2 separate regions of the Zea mays genome follow, and region 1 is linked to region 2. A link is a contact called in public Hi-C data. All regions are on one chromosome and are shown on one strand. Each heading gives the region's core, a stretch centred on a gene start, on an enhancer-like site or on the middle of the called end of the contact. The rest is flanking DNA. Distances are from core to core; before and after follow the strand shown. Region 1 holds the start of LOC100273480 (30S ribosomal protein S16-like). Region 2 holds the start of LOC103632950 (NAC domain-containing protein 92).

Region 1 (5,017 bases), core at 1,002-3,501, 180 kb after region 2:
CACTCTGTCGAGTGGCACAACAGTCAGAGCGGCGCAGGCGGCGCTATCCTCTTGTCAGGCCGGTCAGTGGAGCGGCGAAGTGACTACGGTCACTTCGGCTCTGTCAACTGGAGGGCGCGCGTCAGGATAAAGGTGTCAGGCCACCTTTGCATTAAATGCCCCTGCGATTTGGTCGGTTGGCGTGGCGATTTGGCCAAGGTTGCTTATTGGTGAAGACTGGGCCTCGGGCGAGCCGAAGGTGTGTCCGTTGCTGGAGGGGGTCCTCGGGCGAGACGTAGATCCTCCGGGGTTGGCTGCCCTTGCCCGAGGCTAGGCTCGGGCGAGGCGTGATCGCGTCCCTCGAATGGACCGATCCCTGACTTAGTCGCACCCATCAGGCCTTTGCAGCTTTGTGCTGATGGGGGTTACCAGCTGAGATTTAGGAGTCTTGAGGGTACCCCTAATTATGGTCCCCGACAATAATATTCATAACGTTATAACAGAACAAATTTGGATTAACTCAAAAGATTAACTCAAAAAAGGCAATAGATTTAACCATACGACTGTAATCGCTATAAATTGAAAATACAGTTTTACTTACAATATTTTCCACAAGTGATGGTGAGGAATACAAGCGGACGTGCGCGAAACACTTCTTAGAAATCTGATTCAGTGGCACCCATGCAGGTCATTAAATCGTCGACGTCGGTTCGGAGACGCCGCTCTTTCTTGATCTGCCGTATGACAGACGCAGGGACGACAGGGCAGAGAAGCGACAGCGCAGGAATATAGATGGAGAAGACGAAGCGGTTCTGTTTTGCGTATGCATGTCACTCACGTCTAACGGATGTCTACTTAAATAGAGGGTAACCTCGACTAGATTCGATCTGCTAAATTCCAGGAACCGTCTCCTGAAACCTCTATATGTGCAACCGCTTGGAGATCTCATGCGCGTCCATTACTCCCGGTTGACGTGGCAATCTAGATGTGGTATTCGAAAACCAAATAAACAAAAGGCAAAAAAAAATTAAAGTATTGTTTAGAATACGTCACGACGCGATCATGCATAAATAAAAGACTAGTGAATACATTCACATATAAGTTGGTTCTCTCCTAACTAGATAAGTAATATGAGATTAAACTCCTATGACATCTCTACACACCATCTTGGCTTTCTTAGGATGTGTTTGATTTAAGATCAAAGTAGGATGAGGCAGAGTCATCTCTGATTAGGCAGTGTCATAACTAACAGCCACCACTTTTTTGTTTGGTGGAAGGGATGAACGTAAATGGAACCATCTTAGTTTTTGTTTGGATGGTGGTCAGCTGTCACTGCTCGAGAGAGGCGAGGGCGACCATCCCAGTTTTCGGGACCGCGAGAGGGGTGGGGGCGGCACTGTCCGCTCGATTTTTTGGACCGCGCCGCCACCGAAAATTGTTCCGGTGTTCACCTCGCTTCCGCGTGATCCTCATTCAAACATCATAGAAAATGTGGCTGCTCCTCCATCTATCCTTACACATTCAACCAAACACAACCATATTGAATCGGGTTACACATAAGTGGCCCGAATTTCAACACTTTAGACCGTGTTTAGTAGGACACATATATAATAATCAAAAATATTGTTTTATTACTATAAATTACACTCTTTGTAGAATGAAGTTTGAATATAAAGATAATGATGGATAAGCTGCTTAAGCCAGGACTAGTGCCTCTGCTCTGTCGCTCACCGTGGCCGCCTATTGAGCTATATGCAACTTTCAGTCTGCTCGTTTGGCTTTATACCGGCTTTAATACTCCTATAGTGTTTTATCTATACAGATTATAGCTGCAGCATTCCAATCAACTAACTTTAATTCGAACCGAACAACTTTTACCACCGTGCCACCAGCCGCGTCATCGCATGGCCTCTATCCTGTGCGGCAGGGCGGATAATGGACTGGACCGGGATTTGAGAAGGCTCCGGAAAAATAAAAAACTAGTTCATTACAGTTGAACGGGCTGACCATGAACGGTTGAGAAATGGAGGCGACATGGCCCAATCTCTGGCCAGAATTTAGTCCTGATTTCGTAATACAGAAATTTTGTCAATGCAAAAGAATCACAAAACTAGAAAAAGGGCAGAAACTGGGAATACGTTTGAGTGGGCCCAAAGTTAGCATAGGAACTATAGGTACCTTCCTTTCCGGCCCAACCGTAAGTAACTGGGAAGCCTGGGCCCAGGCCATATTGAAGTCCATTCTGTTGGCATCGTCCCATCTCCCTTGAACCCTTTCGCCCACACCACAGCACCGCTGCCGAAGGTGGGAAAGAAGGCGGCGGCGGAGGCACCGGCACCGGCACCGCCTAGGAAAGGAAACCGAGGAAACTACAGCCATGGTGGTACGGATCCGTCTGGCGCGGTTCGGGTGCCGGAATCGGCCCTTCTACCGGGTGATGGCCGCCGATAGCCGCTCCCCTCGAGACGGCAAGCACCTCGAGGTCCTCGGCTACTATAACCCGCTCCCAGGTTGGGTTACGCTACTGCCCTCCTTCCTCTCTAGCCCCTCTATTCCCCGTTAAGATTGATTGATTCGTTTATTTACCGCCTCAAGAACCATTTTCTGCTGCTGCTGTTGGCCTGCTTTATTGGTTACTGAATACCTGATGAAAGATGGATCTTTTTTCCTTGTTGTCGTGTGCAGGGAAGGATGGAGGCAAGAGGATGGGCCTGAAATTCGACCGGGTGAAGTAAGTTTCACGTGAGAGTTCACTTCAAAAATTTGTAGTCTATTTCAGCTTCTCTATCAAACAGATCCAGCTTCACGAGCTCTAAGTTTAGAAAAACTGAAATTAGCGCTCTCACTTTAAGAATTTGAAGTCCATTTCAGTTTCTTCTATCCAAACAGTCCAGCTCTAGTTCAAAAAAACTGAAATTAGCAGCCAGTCTCATAAAATTTTAAAACTTCTCTAAAGGTGCTTTGAAAACACCTCATAAAGTTGCATAAAAATTACCCACCATGTCATTAGTTACATGATCTACCGATTCTTGTCTCTAGTCATTAAGGATAATTAAGAAAAATCGCACAAATTAATTGTATTATAGAAGCTGAAGTCTATGTGTAAGCCAAATACTCTTAAACCTTTATGGTCGATAGATCGGTGAGGGATTGGAGAGGGATATCGATGGGCAGAAACGCCGGCCGGGGGCCTGTGCCCACGGTCGAGCAAGAGGAGGGTTTGTCCCTTCTAATTCTTGCCTGCTTTATTTCTCATCCATTGATTACATAAATAGGCCGGTTGGCTGCCCCTATCTACCTAGAGATCATTATCTCCTAAAAACTCTCAACAAACTACTAACTGATAACCTTCCTAGATAATCTCAACTAATCTCCTAAATAATCTCAACTAATCTTCTAATCTTATCTCTAACTATCCTTATCTAATCCCCCTTGAGGGCCCATGGCTGCTGCTACCGTAGCCCCTCCGTGGACCTCCTTAGGCCCTGACACTACACCCCTCCTGGACAAGCAGCTCGCCCTCGAGCTGCCGCATAACGGGTGCTCAAAGACCGAGTTTACTTGACCCAAAACCAAACACCTAGAAGACAAGCCTTTTACATCTCGGCTTATCTTATTATTCTGAATCTGATTTTTTTACCCCATAAGATAAGGCGTACACGCACGTGTGCAGCCACCTGGATCCCATGGACGCCATCTGCACGAAAGGGGAGCATATGGATAGGCACCTGGAATAGGTCGCAACAATAACCAGTGGAGGCGCCCTAGTGGCGGCCGGTAGCGGAATGTGGTGGCGCTAAATAGTGCGCCCTTGTTGATGACGAGGTGAGTGCCTTCCCTACCGCCGCTGCCGTAGAGTTGAAGTTCGTCGCCCGCGGGACACGTATCATGCTCGCACTTCGAGATAGCGGCCTGGTGCCACTGCTGATGGCCGTCCGACAGGGTGAGGTCGCGCCGACGTGTGTCGAGGTCAACCGTCACCAAGGCTGCCTCGAGCATCTGCCGGCGCATCTCCCGCACTTTCTGTCGTGCAAGGAAGCCACGAGCAGCAACTTGTATGCCCACAGCCGCCGACGTCCGGAGCCGTGCGGACAGCGCCAGCTGGTGTTGCTCATGTTGCACTGCTGCCTTGATTTGCAGCAGCCCTTGCTCAACCTTCTGGAGTGTGGCTTGCATCTTTGTGAGATCAACCCTTATGTTGGTCCACAAATCTCTCATCGATGGAGCTGGTGATTGCTAAGTCGTGGCTGCCCCTAGTGGCGTCGCCCATGGGGACGGAGACGTCGTCAACGAAGATGATGTGATGAAATTTGGCGTTGTCCCTGGGGTTGGGCACGCCGGCGTCCAGGATGTGGTGACAAAATTGGCAGGCGATGCTGCCCATGGAGATAGGGACGCCGGTTGCCAGGATGGCGTGACGAAGGTGGCATGCGGCGCAGCCCATAGAGATGGGGACGTCGGTTGCCAGGACGACGTGACGAAGGTGACATGCGTCGTTGTCCATGGAGATGGGGACGCCGATTGCCAGGATGACGCCGCGAAATTGGCAGCAGAAGCCATGGGATCAGATCGAAACCCAAGCTAGCCGATACCAGATGTTATGGTCGATAGATCGGTGAGGGATTGGAGAGGGATATCGATGGGCAGAAACGCCGGCCGGGGGCCTGTGCCCACGGCCGAGCAAGAGGAGGGTTTGTCCCTTCTAATTCTTGCCTGCTTTATTTCTCATCCATTGATTACATAAATAGGCCGGTTGGCTGCCCCTATCTACCTAGAGATCATTATCTCCTAAAAACTCTCAACAAACTACTAACTGATAACCTTCCTAGATAATCTCAACTAATCTCCTAAATAATCTCAACTAATCTTCTAATCTTATCTCTAACTATTCTTATCTAATCCCCCTTGAGGGCCCATGGCTGCTGCTACCGTAGCTCCTCCGTGGACCTCCTTAGGCCCTGACATCTCTAAAGGTGCTTTGAAAACACCTCATAAAGTTGCATAAAAATTACCCACCATGTCATTAGTTACATGATCT
Region 2 (4,724 bases), core at 1,357-3,856:
TGCATGTATGCAATCCACCCATTTAAAAAGGCTTTGACCATCAAGAACATGAAACAAACAATTTTTCCATATTTTTCCATATACTTTATATCTGTTGTCGAGGGGGGGAGCATATATATACGTTAATAAGTCGATCTCCATTGACTTATTCATCATCTATCAGTGCAGTTTACAGTGCAAATTAGGACGTGTTTGGCAACAGAGTTTTTAGATACTACAACTTTGAAATACTATGGTTTACATTTGTTCATGGAAAAAATACTACAGTTTTCAAAACCACACTAAGGGTCTGTTTGGGAATGCAGTTTTAAAATACTGTAGTTTTGAGATACCATAGTTTACAATTGTGCATGACATAAATAATATGGTATTGCTTTACCACAGTAAAATTACAGTATTGCTCAAAACCGAGATCTGTTTGGTTCTATTGGAAAAACAAAGTATATGTAGAGAGAAGAGAAAAAAACTGAGGTCCTGAGTGGAGTTTCGAAAACTCCAAAAATACCACAGTTTTGGGTAAACCACAGTATTTAAAACTGAGTTTTGACTGTACAAACCAAACACCTTTTGAACTCCAATACTGTAGTATCATCAAATACCATAGTATTGTTTCAAAACTGCAAAAATACTACAATTCCAAACAGGGCCTAAATCCACACTTTTCAAAAATACTAAGAATTGTTTGGCCATGTGCCCTCTCACGTACAACATACGCATCACAGGCAGCGCTATGGCTGCTAAGCCTTTAAAAACTAAAGTCCAAGTGGAGTTTTCAAAATTGTAAAAATACTACGGTTTTAGGTAAACCATAGTATTCGAAACTGCGTTTTACTCGATACAAGCAAACAGATTTTGGCTTTCTATACCATAGTATTATCCAATACCATAGTATTCCTTTAAAACCGTAAAAATACTAAGATTTCAAATAGGTCCTTAGTGTTTGACAAGACCATATACACAATCTGTTGACCATAATCTAACCGAATTAATGACACATGCAGTCATTCACGAGGGGCCGGTAATTTCGAATTAGATATGTTGAGAATAAAACTAAAATCAAGGATAAAAAATAGTTGTGCCTTTGAGAACAAACAACTAATTAAGACCGTGACTCCATGAGAGCTTGAAATCTCCAGGCACTTCTTTTAGAAGAGAGGACGGTCATATGCATAATACACACGCCAAAATAAAGGCAGAAGATAAGAGAAGACCCCAAGATAGAGATAAAGATGACAACATATACAGTTAACTTATATTATAGAAATAGCAAGCCGAAATAAACTAATATAAGGATGACCGATTAGACAGCAAGAACATAAAACTTAAGGCGGAATAAAGAAAACTTTGAGACCCATTCATTATAATTTAACGAGAGGTGCAGTGGTGGTTTGAGCCTTTTTATTCTAACTTTTGAAAAACTTGCACCAAAAGCATGATAATTAGAAAATTCCTCCCACGAGTAAGGCAGACGCATGGAAATTAACGATGCCCACATCTACACGTACATTGGATTAGTGGATAGCTGGATAACACAAGCTAGAAAACAATAACATGATGATACTATTAGATGCATGGATTTACGCGTATGTGCATGTAGTTCTTCCTGCTATCCCTAAAAAGGTAAGCGACCTTAAATTAGAAAGAGAAAAGATTTTTTTTTTACTTGTAGTAGATTGGTAAAACGCGGATGTTTTTTTTTTGAAGTGGATAAAACGCGGATGTTATTGTTAAGAAAAAAACCATAGCTTTTAATTTGATGATGAATTGTGGTTCCTCTAATTTCTCTTTTTACCTCTTGTAATATAATTTAAGTCAAAGGTCTTGCCCCCCGTTATAAAAATTGGCGATGAATCATTGGTGGAGTTTATTAATTGAGATTTGATCGTGAATAACTGACGAACTGAGTATGCTGTATGCATGCATGTGCGTGTACATATATATACAGTTGGTTTCCTCCGATCCTTACCCGGGAGATCCCATGGCTCGCACTTGTTGAGGTCGACCTCGGCGATGGCCCTCGCCGTGAAGCTGGCGTCGGCGATCTTCTGCCGCAGGTAGTACGTGATGAGCTCCTCGTCCGTCGGGTGGAACCTGAAGCCCGGCGGCAGGCTCTCCTCCTCCTTCTTCGACTTCCCCCCTCCACCACCAGCTGCTCCTACTGACGCTTCCATACTACTACTACTCGATCACTTACCCAGATCAATCGGGACCGATGATCTATAAGGCCAGAACGGAAAACCCTAACCCTATCCAACTGCTAGAAAAGATAAAGAAAGCTCCCTGTTTCTTGTTGCACTACTTGAAGAGGACGGCAGCAGGCAACTATAACGGATTCCAGAACGAACTGATTTGACAAAAAGTGTTTAATTTGATAAAGAGCTAGCTCTAGGCGACGACAGGAGGAGGAAGAAGAACACACTGCACACACGGCACGAGAGGTCGAGAGCTCGCTCAGCTAAATTAACTTCTTTGCCGGCCGGCCGGCCTCTCTGAAGCACTTGGGGGCGGTACGGTGTTCTTTTCAGTTTTCACGCAAGCGCGCGGGCAGAGATATAGGGGGGCGGGCCATGAGGGCTTGGCGAGAGAGACGCCTCGGAGAAGCTTTTACCTACTAGCTAGGGGCCAGGGGGGTCTCGTGAGCTAGAAGCTGCTGGCAGCCGGGTGTGTGCGTCGTCGCATGTCGCGCGCGTCTTGTTCCACGCGCTAGCCGCTGTATCTTTCAACTCGCCGGGTCATCTTCATCGCAACAGTGTCTGTGCCCAGGGATATGACCGACCGTACGTACTCGCCAGTAGTGTGCAGTACGCCACGTCATTTATCTGTTGCTTAGCTAGTCAATTTGACTATGAGATATATAAGTGATTGGTTAAACACACGTACTGTTTCATAGCATCGATTGAGCTGTACCCATATATGCATCTCAATGCACGCTTACAGCTAACAGTTGCATTCTATTTATATATACAGCTCAGCTCGCCGGCCGTGTGTTCAAAAATAAACATCAACGGCTAGACTAGCCTAGTTCAAAAATAAACATCAATGGCTGATGAGGAGGGTCATGAAGGCTAGAGGCTAGCTAGTCATACATGCATGACTTCTTTTGCAAAATTTCATTTTTTTTTTGTTTTAATATATTTGCAGCACAAAACTTACCGCGTGCTTGCCAGAGGTGCACTACAGTAAACGGAACAACGTCCGACGGCCAAAACCGTCGGACATAAGGTTCAAACCGTCGGAAATAAGTTATCTCCGACGGCAATGCCTTATCTCCGACGGCAATGACGCCTAGGTTTCGTTAACTTAATTAGTTATGATTACTAATTAACCACACTAATACAATAGCCACTAATTAACCAAACTAATACAATAGCACTACAAAAAATCATTTCACGGGACCCTAAATCAAATAAAACAACCTTATTTCCGAGGGCTTAATAATTACCCTCGGAAATTAAAAGTTTAAATTATATAGCCACTAATAAATAAATTAAAACAAGCTAATTTAATTGTATAATTAAATTAAGCCGTCGGACATAACAAAACTAAACATTGCTACTAGCAAACAATGAATATTTATACACAAAATTATACTAAAATTTTTAAAATTGCTCACTTTGCCGGACGATGAACCGGTGAAGCGAGCTCCGGCGGGGTCGGGGCGGGCGCCGGTGGCGTTGGGGACGGGGGCAGAGGCTCCGGCGGCCGCGGGCTGCGTCAGGGCGGCTCCGGTGGCGTCGGGCTTCGTCGGGGTGGCTTCGGTGGTGTCGTGCTCGGACTGCGCGTCGGGGCAGGAGGGGAGGTCGTCGGGCACGGGCTATGCTTGGGCGGCGGCGGCGGCACGGCGACGGCGTCACGGCGACGGCGGCGGCGGCGGCTTGGCTGCATATGCGCGCGTTAGAATGAAACGATGCGCGCTCGGGCGGGGACGGTTAAAACTCTTTATTTCCGACGGCACCTAGGAGGCCGTCGGACATAAGCTTATGTCCGACGGCCAGTGGGTACAACCGTCGGACATAAGGTTATGTCCGACAGCCAGTCTGACAGCCGTCGGCTGTTTTCTGTTATTTTCGACGGCCGCTGTTGGCCGTCGGACATAACCTTATGTCCGATGGTTGTTATGTCCGACGGTTGCTTAGGGGGCCGTCGGACATAATACGACCGTTGGAATTTTGTGGTTTTACTGTAGTGGTGAAACGCTGAATAGCTTAGTGTGGAGAAGAACTTTGATCTAAGTGTTGCTTCACAGGGTAGGGATATTTTTTGCTGCCTGTTATGTTGTCCAGAGACATACACTACTACAATTGATGGCTTAGGGCAATTGCTGAAAACGCTTCTTCTGTATCATTGCTTTTTTGCTATTAAAAAAATGCAACTACTTACACTACTGTCCTTCTGTTACTACTGGTAAAGTGTTCAGCAGTCTAGTAGTTAGTTATCTTCTGTTACTGCTTCGTGGTGTTAGTTTAATTTTCTTCGGCATGCAATAAGTTAGTTTGTTAAATTAAATCGAAATAAGTTAGATTATTACAAATATAATCCATATATGTATACACTAGATATAATGGCCTCTTAGGAGGAGCTTATACTGGTTTTTGTTTTGAATATCTACTACTAGCTACCTGTATAGGAACTGCTGCAACAGAAGGATTAAATTTCACATCAACTCAATAACATCTTTGATGAGCAGCATCTTTCATGTCCTTTTACCATCCTAATTTAATTTT

What was found. A called contact is a pair of places that touch in the nucleus more often than the background predicts.
Region 1: a Hi-C map of ear shows a contact between it and region 2, with 2.6 times the contacts expected there. The contact joins the promoter of LOC100273480 here to the promoter of LOC103632950 in region 2. A contact is called at or near these places in 2 of 25 Hi-C or Micro-C datasets (ear and tassel).

Annotation. Positions count from the first base shown.
Region 1 is chr7:140,283,782-140,288,798 of Zm-B73-REFERENCE-NAM-5.0, forward strand. LOC100273480 (30S ribosomal protein S16-like) reads left to right here and starts at 2,252. Exons shown (of 3, transcript NM_001147917.1): 1 at 2,252-2,489; 2 at 2,665-2,710. The coding sequence starts at 2,357. LOC109940781 (a long non-coding RNA gene) reads left to right here and starts at 2,717. Exons shown (of 2, transcript XR_002263482.2): 1 at 2,717-2,935; 2 at 4,953-5,017.
Region 2 is chr7:140,100,880-140,105,603 of Zm-B73-REFERENCE-NAM-5.0, forward strand. It overlaps LOC103632950 (NAC domain-containing protein 92), which reads right to left and starts at 2,607. Exons shown (of 3, transcript XM_008654658.4): 1 at 1,967-2,607. The coding sequence starts at 2,171.